Regions from separate parts of the Astyanax mexicanus genome. Here region 1 is linked to region 2. The links are chromatin contacts, called in public Hi-C maps. All regions are on one chromosome and are shown on one strand. Each heading gives the region's core, a stretch centred on a gene start, on an enhancer-like site or on the middle of the called end of the contact. The rest is flanking DNA. Distances are from core to core; before and after follow the strand shown.

Region 1 (6,000 bases), core at 2,359-4,858, 64 kb before region 2:
GGGAACCCAGGCCTCTTCCTGACCGTGTGCTCGTACGCTTTCAGAAGAATGACCGAGAACACAGCTGCCCAGTTTGACACTGTATATTTAGACGATGACGATGATTTTAATTCTAATGCTGAGCCTCTGTATGTGTGTTTGTTTGTTTGTGTGTGTGTGTGTGTTCTCTTCTGGTCCTCAGGAGAGCTGCCGGAAGTGCCATGTGGTGTGGAAGGAGCATGCGGGAAAGACCTGCGAGCAGGTGCTGGAGAGGGACGAGATCCGGCTGCGGGTGGCTTTGTAAGTGCCTGTATGAAAATCTTCACCCAGAGACCTGCCTCTCAATAATTCAGCAAGTAGAACCGCTAGGGTCCTGCTGACATCATGCATCACTGGGGATCATCATTAACATCATTAACATCATCTTCAGTGCTGAGTCTACTTTTTTATATCTTCAGGCGGTTCACACAATTCTCCAGTGAGACCTCCTTTAAATGTAGCCCTTTTTGCCTGTAATGTTCAGGTTTTACATAATTAATACATCCAGTCCTTATGCATCATACCAGCAGAATTCAAACCAACAGCAGAATGTTTGTATTAATTATCAGAGGAAAATGGAATGATGATATAAAAGTAATGGTTCCTTTGGAGGTTTCTTTTTCTTGATTTGGTAGAGTTTTTCCCGCCACTATATAAATATCAAATCTACATACACTACAAATCTACACTAAAAAAAATAGGTCACATTCTAATATTTGGTTGGACCGTCTTTATCTTTGATTGCAGCACACATTCACTGTGGCATTGTTTTAATAAGCTTCTGCAATGTCACAAGATTTATTTAAATCCAGTGTTGCTGGATTAATTTTTCACCAAGATCTTGCAGCAGCATTGATGATGGCAGAGTCTGACCAACCGCTGCACAAAGCAGCTCTTCTCCATCCAGCACATCCCAAAGATTCTCAATGAGGTTAAAGTCTGGACTCTGTGGTGAACTCTCTCAATCCATGTGTGAAAATGATGATCTCATGCTCCCTGGACTCTTTCACAATTTCAGCACCATGAATCCTGGTATTATCTTGGAATACAAAAAGAAAAAATCCATTGATGGAATAACCTGGTCTATATTCAGTATATTCAGATAATCAGCTGACCTCATTCTTTTAGCACATACTGTTGCTGAACCTAGACCTGCAGACCAACTACAGCATCAACCCCACATCATTTAATTTTAGTTAAATACAGGTGGTGACTTTTTTTTGGGGCAGGCAGTGCAAAAAGATTTGATATGATTTGATTTTATTTATACTGGTGAAGAAATTCCTGATTCTAAATCATGAAAACATATATCATACATTACTGTGAATCTGCAATACTCCACACAAAATACTCCTAAATAAGCAAATACCAGGAATCTATCAACCGATTTCACGGTATTTTGCCCCACCCCTATTTCACAAAGTTCAGGCATATTTATAAACAGATGGGTAAAATAGAGAATTGTGCCTCATTCAAACTTATTTTACACACATTTACATGTTGAAACATTTTCTGCAGATGTGCTGTTTTTTTTTTAGTTCCTTCATCCATCCATCTATTTTCTTACCCATCTCTTTTCTGACTGTCACAGTGGTTGTGGAGCCTACCTAAAATCATTAAGTGCAAGGCAGGACTACAAGAAATTTTCAGATCTAGGGAAATGTTATCCTAGCAATCCACCTGCCATGTGTGTTTTAAAAAAAATATTAAATAAAAACAGAGCACCCAAAAGAAAACCACACAGATACAGAGAGAAAACACCAAACTCCTCACAGACAGACCCCAGTGCAAGTATCAGACCCTCAGTCCCAGACCTCTGGATCCATATGACACCACACACACACTACCTGCTGCAACAGTTTACAGAGATAAACAATGAAATTTCTTATTCTATTCTATTCCTAAACTCAGCTTAAAAAGTAAAGTGCATTAGAAATCCTGGCGTTTAGTTTTCGTGAGTAAAAAGTTTGTCTGCGTGATTCTAGTTGCGAGAGAAGCTGTGAAATATTCCCCTCGTGTGATGCTGTTGTGCAAAAGCAGTACAGCATTGCTGGCAAAGCAGAATGTTTCTGTGCCATTTTAGTATTTACTGTGAAGTTTTCAGTATCCAAGAAAAAAAAAACATTGCATGAGCTTGTGTTCAAGAGTAATCAAGTTTCGAAGGAAGTGTATTTATATCTATTATTTATAGATTCACAGACATCCGGAACTGAAAATTGATACTGAGTGACAGTGGCAAGAGCCTGAGGCAGGATTCACATGTAAAAGAACAACTATGAATTTGAAATAAAAATAAAGAATGAATAAAACATGATTCAAACATTATATATATATATATATATATATATATATATATATATATATATATATATATATATATATATATATATATATATATATATATATATGCTGTTACAGAATAAAAGTGTGCGGAGCTGCAATTTTTAAAACTGAGCTGAAGACTTGCTCAAACATAAAGGATTTCAGTCTGGATTTAAACAAACGTCTAATGTTGGGGCTCTTCTAACGCTCTCTAACAACTGATTCCATTTAAGCGCAGTGTAGTAGCTGAACGCTCCCCCTCCATGTTTAGCTTTTACCTTCTGCGGCACTAACTGACCAGTTCTCTTACTTTAAACACACTGGAAACATGTCCACATATAGAAAGTGGACAGTACCATGTGTACAACAAATTTAAGGATGCACACATGGAAAGAAGTGATAATAAAACTTTTTAATACTACTGTTTTTACTATGGCTGATGTTAAGGGCAGCAATCTTGAAATCTAAACTTAGGGTTGATAAGACTTTCCACGACTTTCTGACTACAAAATCTGAGTTCTGGTGCTTCCAGGTGTAAATTGCTACTTGTAATGAGCCTTGTGCCGGCAAATTGGCAGGTTAATGTTAGTTCACAACTTGTGTTTACACTTAACCCCTTTCTATTTGATTATTGCTAAAAGTGCAAATGTTAAAAGGACCGTTTAGCCAGTTTGGATTGTTGGTGCCCTTTTGCGCACGAGCAGTGCTCCGCTTTGATAAGCAAGACTACATGACACTGCAGGCCTGTATAAATATGCTCAGTGGGGCTGCAGGCTATCATGGTCCGTCGCTTCCTGGTCTGGTCAGGATGTGAAGCATTGTGGCTTCCTTCCTATCTCTTTCTGGAGGAAGCAGCAGGTCTAAAGACAGCATATCCTGTTTACCCTCAGTCCTTGACACCTTTTCTTTTCCTCTCACAGGAAGCGAGCCCACCGAGAGGTTAAATTAAACACACAAAGCTACATTATTTTCCTAGCAACCCTTTTCTAAACTATGCACTACACTCTGCAAAATGATTACAGAGCTTCTGCCATGTCGTACATTCATATAAAACATGTAAAATCATGTCTTTTTTGTCTATTTTGCCACAGTGAGGAGAGGATGACGGCAGCCCGTGTCAGAAAGTGCCATAAGTGTTCCACGGGCCTGGTGAAATCGGAGGGCTGCAACCGAATGTCCTGCCGTTGCGGCGCCTTCATGTGCTACCTCTGCCGTGAGCCCATCAATGGTTACAACCACTTCTGCCAGCATGCCCGCTCACCCGGCGCCCCCTGCCGCCACTGCAAGAAGTGTTCGCTGTGGACAGACCCTACGGTAAACTCTCGACACACACACGTACATGGGCAATTGTCTCTTCCAAAGCATGGTAGTATGGTTGACCCTTCCAACACCTGAGCAAACTTGACCTGTGTGTATAAACATTAGAGTTTAGATCGAGCCCAAAAAATCCAGCCCGACCCGGCTCGAGCCTGTGCACATGCACGTTCTGCCCAAGCTCGACCCGACCCGCTCCATAAACTGTTTTCGTGAGCTTGAGCCGATTTAAACCCACATTTTTAAATAAGTAGAGCGGTAAAACTAAGTTTAAAAAAAAAAAAAAAAAAACATTTTCGGACTGTATGAGTGAAGGAGCCAAATCTGTTTAGAAAGATGTTAATTAACATTGCAACACTGAAGAAGCATAGACCCATTATTATTTAATAAAAATGTTTATTAAGAACCAATCTCCCTGTCAACTCTAATATAATAAACAATGTCTAAGAAAATAAAACACATTTTAAACAAACTATTTTTTATTTTTCAACAAATAGCCTTAGTGCAAAACACACAGAACAACAATAAGACCATGCACTGCACACTCATTAACCTAAATAGACCAAGAACAATAACATCATTTACAATGACTTTCGTCTACTCTGAACTAATTAACAATGTTTAAAAATATAAAATACTTTTTGAACAAAACATTTTTTTATTTTGAACATATAGCTTACATGCAAAATGCATAAAACAGTAATAAGGCTATGCTATTAAAACATTCTAACTTGTGCAACATTTTTTTAAACACAGTTTGATTTGTTACTTTACTATTGTGTGATTATCACACCATAGCTTTATATAAAATAAAAATACATTAAAAAACAGAGCCTGACCCTTATATTCCCTTAGAACTTAGATTCACTGCCTGGCCTGACCTGAGATTTCCCAGCACTTTCCTCGGGCCGGGTCTAATACACACATTTAGATAAAACAAATGATTTGTCCAGCAGTGTCTGTTTAATGCAGCTTTTATATAAATGCCTAAAAATAAAGTGATCCAGTTCCGTCGCCTGTTCAAATCACTTTCCATCAGCAGCCGGACTCCAAGAGAGCACAATGTTGGTGTAATGTTGGTCAGCACAGGCATCTGATACAGGCAGTTGATGTATCAGAGCTGGAGATCCGGCTCTTTCCTCAGAGTGCACTGACCAGCCAGTAAAGCTACAAATAGTAGCAGTCTGAAAAGAGGTAGTGGTTGTTTTCTTATGCATCTGAGGCTGCATGTGCTTGTCTGCAGCTTCCAAGTGCTAGTGCTGGGGGCATTACTAGTAATATGTTCTTCAAATTGTGGTGAAAATGGGGTCATTTATATAGCGTTGGTTGTCAACCTTTTAAATGTTGACACTCCCATTGGTTTCTGGCATCTAAAGCATAAGATCCTTGGATTGGTTGATTTCTACTGCGCTTGCACCTCAATAAGCTCTGCTTCTACACATAAATTATTGAAAAAGTTATTAAAATGATTTTTTAAACATGCTGAGAGGATGGGAGACCCACTGATTTTGTAGGTGAATGTATTGTTTAAACCAGTGGTGTCTAATCTTATCTACTATCTACTTGTCTGTTTTAAAAAGCCTGATGAACACCTCCACTTTAAACATGCTTCTAAAAAGCAGCAGTAAATTTTGCCCATTTCATGCAAATGTACTTAAAATGTAATCTTCTAACCAAGACATTTGTTTTGATTTGTGTCTGGAGTTTGCATCTAGACCATCAGTGTAACAAACAAGTATTGGAAGCTTACAATTCATTGTACTGATCAAAAGCATTCCATTACACCCTTGCCTTAGTTTACACTGAGATGTTAGGTCTTCTCAATTGACTTGCAAATGTGATTCTGACACATTGAGATATGTCGTACCTATAAAAATGGCAACGTAAGTGCTGCATAGCTTAAAAATATACATAAATTACAGTAGTTAATCCTGATTAACTACATTTTCCTTAAGAGGAAAGTGTCACTTTGAATTCTGGCCAAACTATTCCATTAAGTAAAGCGATTCCAAAGATGCTGCAGCAAGCAGTGCGCCCACTTTTATCTGCTTCTGTTTCTGTCCCAGAGCTGCTCTTGAGTTACAGAGAGCTTGCGTCCCTCTATAAGCCTCATTCACTCTCTCTGTTTAGTGCTCACTGGGTCTCTCCAATCAGGTAAATACTCACTGGGCCTGTAACGTCTTCTGTGAAGCCCATTACATAAGTGCTGTAACACGATCCACATGGCCACTGAGCTTCTCCCATTGTTCCAAGTGCTTGAGCTGCCAGATAAACACATCTGGATACGATCAGAGCCAGTTCCAGCTTTATGATGGCACTGTGTATATACACCAGAACTCATTTAGG
Region 2 (5,699 bases), core at 1,899-4,398:
CATCAGTGGTTCTCCCCCCCATCCCCTCTGAGGCAGCTTCACTCCCCTTCACCCTGCTCCAATCCCATTAGAAGCCCCCACATGAAAGGCCGGGAGAATGTCTTCTCCCAGATTAAGAGTGATCCCATATGGTTTATGGGGACTAATTAGGAGCACACACAGAGAGACGCCTGGAGGTTAATTACAAAAGACTGGATTATAGTAATTATATCTTAGCCAAGTCTCCAAAAGCTGGGCCCATTTGGACTCACTTTACCTAGCAAGGCAAAGTTTTTTTGCTGTGATTTAGACTAAGCTTGTTAAGTCTGATGTTCAGGGCTATTTTAAAGCTGTAAGTTTAATCTGGTGCTCAGATACATGTCAAAATGTGTCAAATGAATGCATTCAGCTGCTTTAACCCTTGTGTGGTGTTCGGGTCTGTGGGACCCGTTTTCATTTTTTATCAAATGAGACTAAAAAAATATTTTTTCTAACTCAAACTCATTGGCATTGGCTCATTTTTTTTGTGAAAAACATGTATCAAAACACATTTTCGATAAACACACACTGTACACCCCCCCCCAACCATTTATATTACATACAGTATGTTTGGCCAAGGGCTAATAAACATTGCTTCATTTGTAAATTTGAAACTAAACAAATTTTCTATTCATATCTTGAGTTTAATTCATTTTCTTTTACATTTTATTAAAAAACTAATAAAAAAAAGAGTAGCACTTTTTGAAAGAAATGTAACATAAGAAAGGTAAAGGGCAAATATTAACCATGTAAGCTGTTTATATTGCTTGCAATTTAGGTGAAGGAAGCATGTGTAAAGCATTTTAAAGTAAAATTGCTTAATTTTGCTGAATTAAATACAAGTAACAAAGTAAACGAGTAACAAAAATATGAACACCACACAAGGGTTAATTTGTACCCATTGCTGACTTTCCTTAACTCTGTAGAGAAGAACTGCAATGGCCAATCGAATAATAATAAGGTGCCATTCCAGTATTCAGTAACCATGTTTGTCTAAAATTGGCCTACATTACTGGAAGGAGTATCAAATTAAAAGGTATAACCCAATACGATCAACTGGTTTATATTATGTAAATGCTTAACCCCAGAATCCAAGTCAAAATGTGTCAGTGCGTTAGATTCTTTGGTGGACCATTGTTGATTCGTTTTCAGTTTTAGCTGCTTCTGCTACTCTTAGCTAAAAAAATGGCCGTAAAGTTTGTATTAACAATTTATATATAACAATTCTGCAACAGTGACGTTTGAATGCCCCTTCCTTTGGCCGCTTGCATCATGCATCAGCAAGCTACTGAACATCATGGACAATGTTCACCATCCTCTGCACAGCACCATCACCAGGCAGAGGAGCTCATTCAGTGGCAGACTACTGTCCCAGTCCTGCTCCACTGACAGACTCCGAAAGTCTTTTGTCCCTCAGGCCATAAGACGGTTCAACTCCTCTCAGCACAGCAAACTGAAGACTCTGTGACACGTTTTCACTCTGTTCACTCTAGTTAGTTTGTGTACTGTGTATACCCGCTGCTGGATGTCCAAAATTTCCCCTCGGGGATCAATAAAGTATCTATCTGTCTGTCTGTCTGTCTGTCTGTCTGTCTATCTATCTATCTATCTATCTATTTATTTATTTATTTATTTATCTATCTATCTATAACAGGTTCACTGGTTCCAGATCAGCAAGATTGTGGGGCTAGAACGGCACCCACTTTTCTGGCCGAGAACCTGTGATTTTGTGGTGGAAAAACAAAGAACCATTCGGAAACTCAGCACCAGCAAGTAGAAACAAAGTGGTCACTGCCTAGAGGTTGCAACTGGTTATAAATAAAAGTAGTCGACTAGTAAATTAGTTAGTTGACTATTCGTGATTTAAATAGTAAAAACAAAAATAAACTTGGAAGGTTGCTAGGGTTCTGTTTTTTTCTTGTGTGCAGCAGAAAATTAACTTAAACATAAAGTTTTTGTGATTTTTCATCTTCATTTCTCTCTGTGAAAAAAAATTGTGATGCCAGCCTGCCTGTTTCTAAGGGTTTTACATTGCAATACCACAGGTGTTAGCGGTTAGCACTGGATGCTTTATTTTGATTTTTATATGTTCTACTACCAGAGCAGGAGTAGAACCTCTACTACATTTAAGAAATTCTGAAAAAGACAGAGCTCTTCAAACTGCACTTACTCTCCTAACACCTCTAACAAACTAACTAACTTTAACTTCATTTCCTGATTCCCCTCCTTTTCTCCTTTTTCCCACTATTTCCCTTTGGCCTCCTTTAGGCCCTGTCTAAAAATATATTTTTTTATCTTGAACTTCTATGTCCTCTATTACTAAGATAAGATAAGATAAGATAAGATAATCCTTTATTAATCCCACAATGGGGAAATTTACCATGTTACAGCAGTGCAGAGTAAAGGACAGAGAAACAGGTCAGGAAAAGGTAAATACAAATAATGATAAATCTATATATACAGAAAACCTATTGTAGGAAAATATATAAAGAGTTTAAAAAATTATATATAGTAAAAGAAAAAAAAAATATATATATATACATCTAGTGCATAGAGATATGATTATGGTAGGGTGGACCAGTATTATTGCACAAGAGTAACAGTGAATAAATATCAAATAAATAATAGATAAAAACAAAAGTGAGAAAAAAAAAAAAAAAGTGACTTGGCCCAGGTTTGATGTACATTATATGTACATCAATATTTGTACATAAAGTCTCTTTGGACAAAAGCATCTGCCAAATGTAATGTTATTTTATATAATCATTATGCACTGCAGAAGAATTGTGCTCTGATCTGTAGAAGAGCTGCTTTTCTTACCATTTATCTGCATCTGCAGCGTGCATGTCTTAAGCTTTAGCTATGAATTTGCATCATATCCTTACCCTCATTTCCTCCATGTCCTATTTTAAACCATATCGTGAATATTCCTCTTCCTCTCTGAGTTTCACTGCTATTTTTGACCGTGAGTCAGGAGAATGTTATCCCTCGGTTCCCAAAAATTCTACATGACTGAAAATGAAGCACAAATACCACCATAATATAAAGCACAGTGCAGGCTGCATAAACCTGGGCCAAGTCTCACCTTACACCGCAGCCCCTGCTCCATTGATCTGCATGGGGAGGCAGAGAGGCTCTGTGACGGATGGAGGAACAGGATCTGAGGGTAAAGCTGCTGATGCAAACGTGAGAGTCTGTGTCCAGTCAGCGCTGAAGGTCATTTTCACAGATACCTAAACAACAGAACACATCATTCAGGTTTATGGTGCTCGATGCAGCTTTTTTTGGTCTCATAAATCTGTCCAGTAGTTTGTGGAGAAGCATGATTATATGTCCTATAGCAGGAGTGGCCAACCTTTCAAACACAAAGAACCAGAAACAAACAAAAAAAAAAGCTCTGGAAAAAATTAAGAGACCACTTCAGTTTCTGAATCAGTTTTTTTGATTTCGCTATTTATAGCTTTATGTTTGAGTAAAATGAACATTGTTGTTTCATTCTATGTTTCATTCTATATATATATAACTATGGACAACATTTCTCCCAAACTCCAAATATAAATATTGTTGTTTAGAGCATTTATTTGCAGACAATTAGAAATGGCTGAAATAACAAAAAAATGCAGAGCTTTCAGACCTCAAATAATGCAAAGAAAACAAGATCATGTTCATAAAGTTTTAAGAGTTCAGAAATCAACATTTGGTGGAATAACCCTGGTTTTTTTTTTAACAGTTTTTAGGCATATTGGCATCATCCTCTTCCACCAGTCTAATACACTGCTTTTGGATAACTTTATGCCATTCCTGGTGCAAAAATTCTTATATTTTATGGTTATTGGTAAATTTGGTCAAATCAAAGAAACTCTACATTTTTAAGCAGTCCCTTAATTTTTTCCAGAGCTGTAATTTTCAATTATGAACATATAATTTAGCAATACATATTTTTGTGGATTGATTGGCCTCCCTGATATATTGTACTGTTGGATTTCTTGTGATTTCGTGTGATTTAATGTTCTAGTGATTTTGTGTTATTGTGAAATTGTAATAATGAATAGAAATTAATATTATACAGAGGCACAGTTTATTAACTCTTTCCTACCTGAATTAAGATCCAGTGATGAAAAAACAAACCATTGCTAATTTCTAATTTTTGTCTGTGATGAACATAAAAGAAGACTCTAATATTCAAATATAAACTTTATGTATGAAAGAAATCCAGTAAACTAAAATATTTGTTGTTTTTTAATGTTCATTGCACTGGAGGCCTGTGATAACATTTTATATTTTATATTTGATATTGATATTCCTTTTAATTAAAAAAAAAATCCCTAATTTTGACAGAAAAATGTTCTAAATTACATAAAATTAGTGAAAATCAGCTCTTACTTTGCCTTATTGGCTCTAGTGCTGCCATGGCCTAATGTCTGAGGTGAATGTTATTTTTCAGTGCAGTGTGTGGGGCTAAGCTATTGTTTAATTGTATTATACACTTTTTTATTTACTGGTTCATGGTCTATTAAGATAAACAATGTGCCCTAATTAGTGTTATATGCAAAAAAAAAAAAAGAATAATTGCATGGTCTGAAAGGGTTAAGGTGTGTAGCAGCCAAACAGTGACTCACGCATATAGGGAGTGTGTTCACAAGCAGCTTTCTCTGAGCTCTGCTACTCCACCTACTGACCTTACTGAGACACAACATCTACAGGAGGACAAGACAAGTTTTTATTTGTGTAGCACCTTTCATCTGTACAGGGGCAATTCAAAGTGCTTTACATAAACACAGAAATACATGTAGAGGGACAGTGCGTCAAAAGGGACAGTGGGTCATTATCATTATCAGGAAACCAATAACAGGGTGCACAACAAGTATAGCGAAAATTGGCATTTGATGAAATCATGGTTGAATTATTCATGTTTTGTTTTTTATGTCTTTGTTCTTTTTCATAGACACATAATTTTAGACACTTGATCACTTTAATTTTCCAAAATTACTTTAATTACCCTGATATTTTAGCATAACAGCATATATATAGAATGAAACATAGAATGAAACAACAATGTTCATTTTACTCAAACATAAAGCTATAAATAGCGAAATCAAAAAAACTGATTCAGAAACTGAAGTGGTCTCTTAATTTTTTCCAGAGCTTTTTTTTTTGTTTGTTTCTGGTTCTTTGTGTTTGAAAGGTTGGCCACTCCTGCTATAGGACATACAATCATGCTTCTCCACAAACTACTGGACAGATTTATGAAATCATGGTTGTACTAGAATTGCAAACAGGTTGAATTATTCATGTTTTGTTTTTTATGTCTTTGTTCTTTTTCATAGACACATAATTTTAGACACTTGATCACTTTAATTTTCCAAAATTACTTTAATTACCCTGATATTTTAGCATAACAGCATGGACAGAATACGCTTTACCTCAGTGAAATATGAAGACAACATCCTGCAAGACATTTAAATTAAATAACATTATTGATTTAAAATATGTATAATATCATTCATTGCTTATGCATATGTATTAAGCAGACAGGACATTTGCAGATGAATATACAATAATTAACAATTGAAATGTCTAAATTGTTTAAAAGCATCTTCAAATCTTTAAGAACATTTGGGTACAAAGACTCAATCCTTGTTCCAGTCTCTGTCTGTAAGGAATTTGATGTATGAGATATT

What was found. Hi-C and Micro-C count contacts between places; a contact is called where the count stands out from the background.
Region 1: a Hi-C map of muscle shows a contact between it and region 2, with 10 times the contacts expected there. The contact joins two enhancer-like sites. A contact is called at or near these places in 2 of 3 Hi-C or Micro-C datasets (both in muscle).

What each region holds. Positions count from the first base shown.
Region 1 is chr3:54,606,614-54,612,613 of AstMex3_surface, reverse strand. rnf216 (ring finger protein 216) reads left to right here. Exons shown (of 17, transcript XM_007247806.4): 14 at 182-279; 15 at 3,432-3,654. Among protein-coding and RNA genes, the nearest start is that of fscn1a, 37 kb to the right of the region's middle. Within about 2 kb of position 3,608, the one cell type or tissue checked has an H3K27ac peak away from gene starts, as active enhancers do.
Region 2 is chr3:54,542,495-54,548,193 of AstMex3_surface, reverse strand. It overlaps LOC125799415 (a long non-coding RNA gene), which reads right to left. Exons shown (of 3, transcript XR_007438316.1): 2 at 4,638-4,715; 3 at 2,345-3,251. Among protein-coding and RNA genes, the nearest start is that of LOC125799415, 8.0 kb to the right of the region's middle. Within about 2 kb of position 3,148, the one cell type or tissue checked has an H3K27ac peak away from gene starts, as active enhancers do.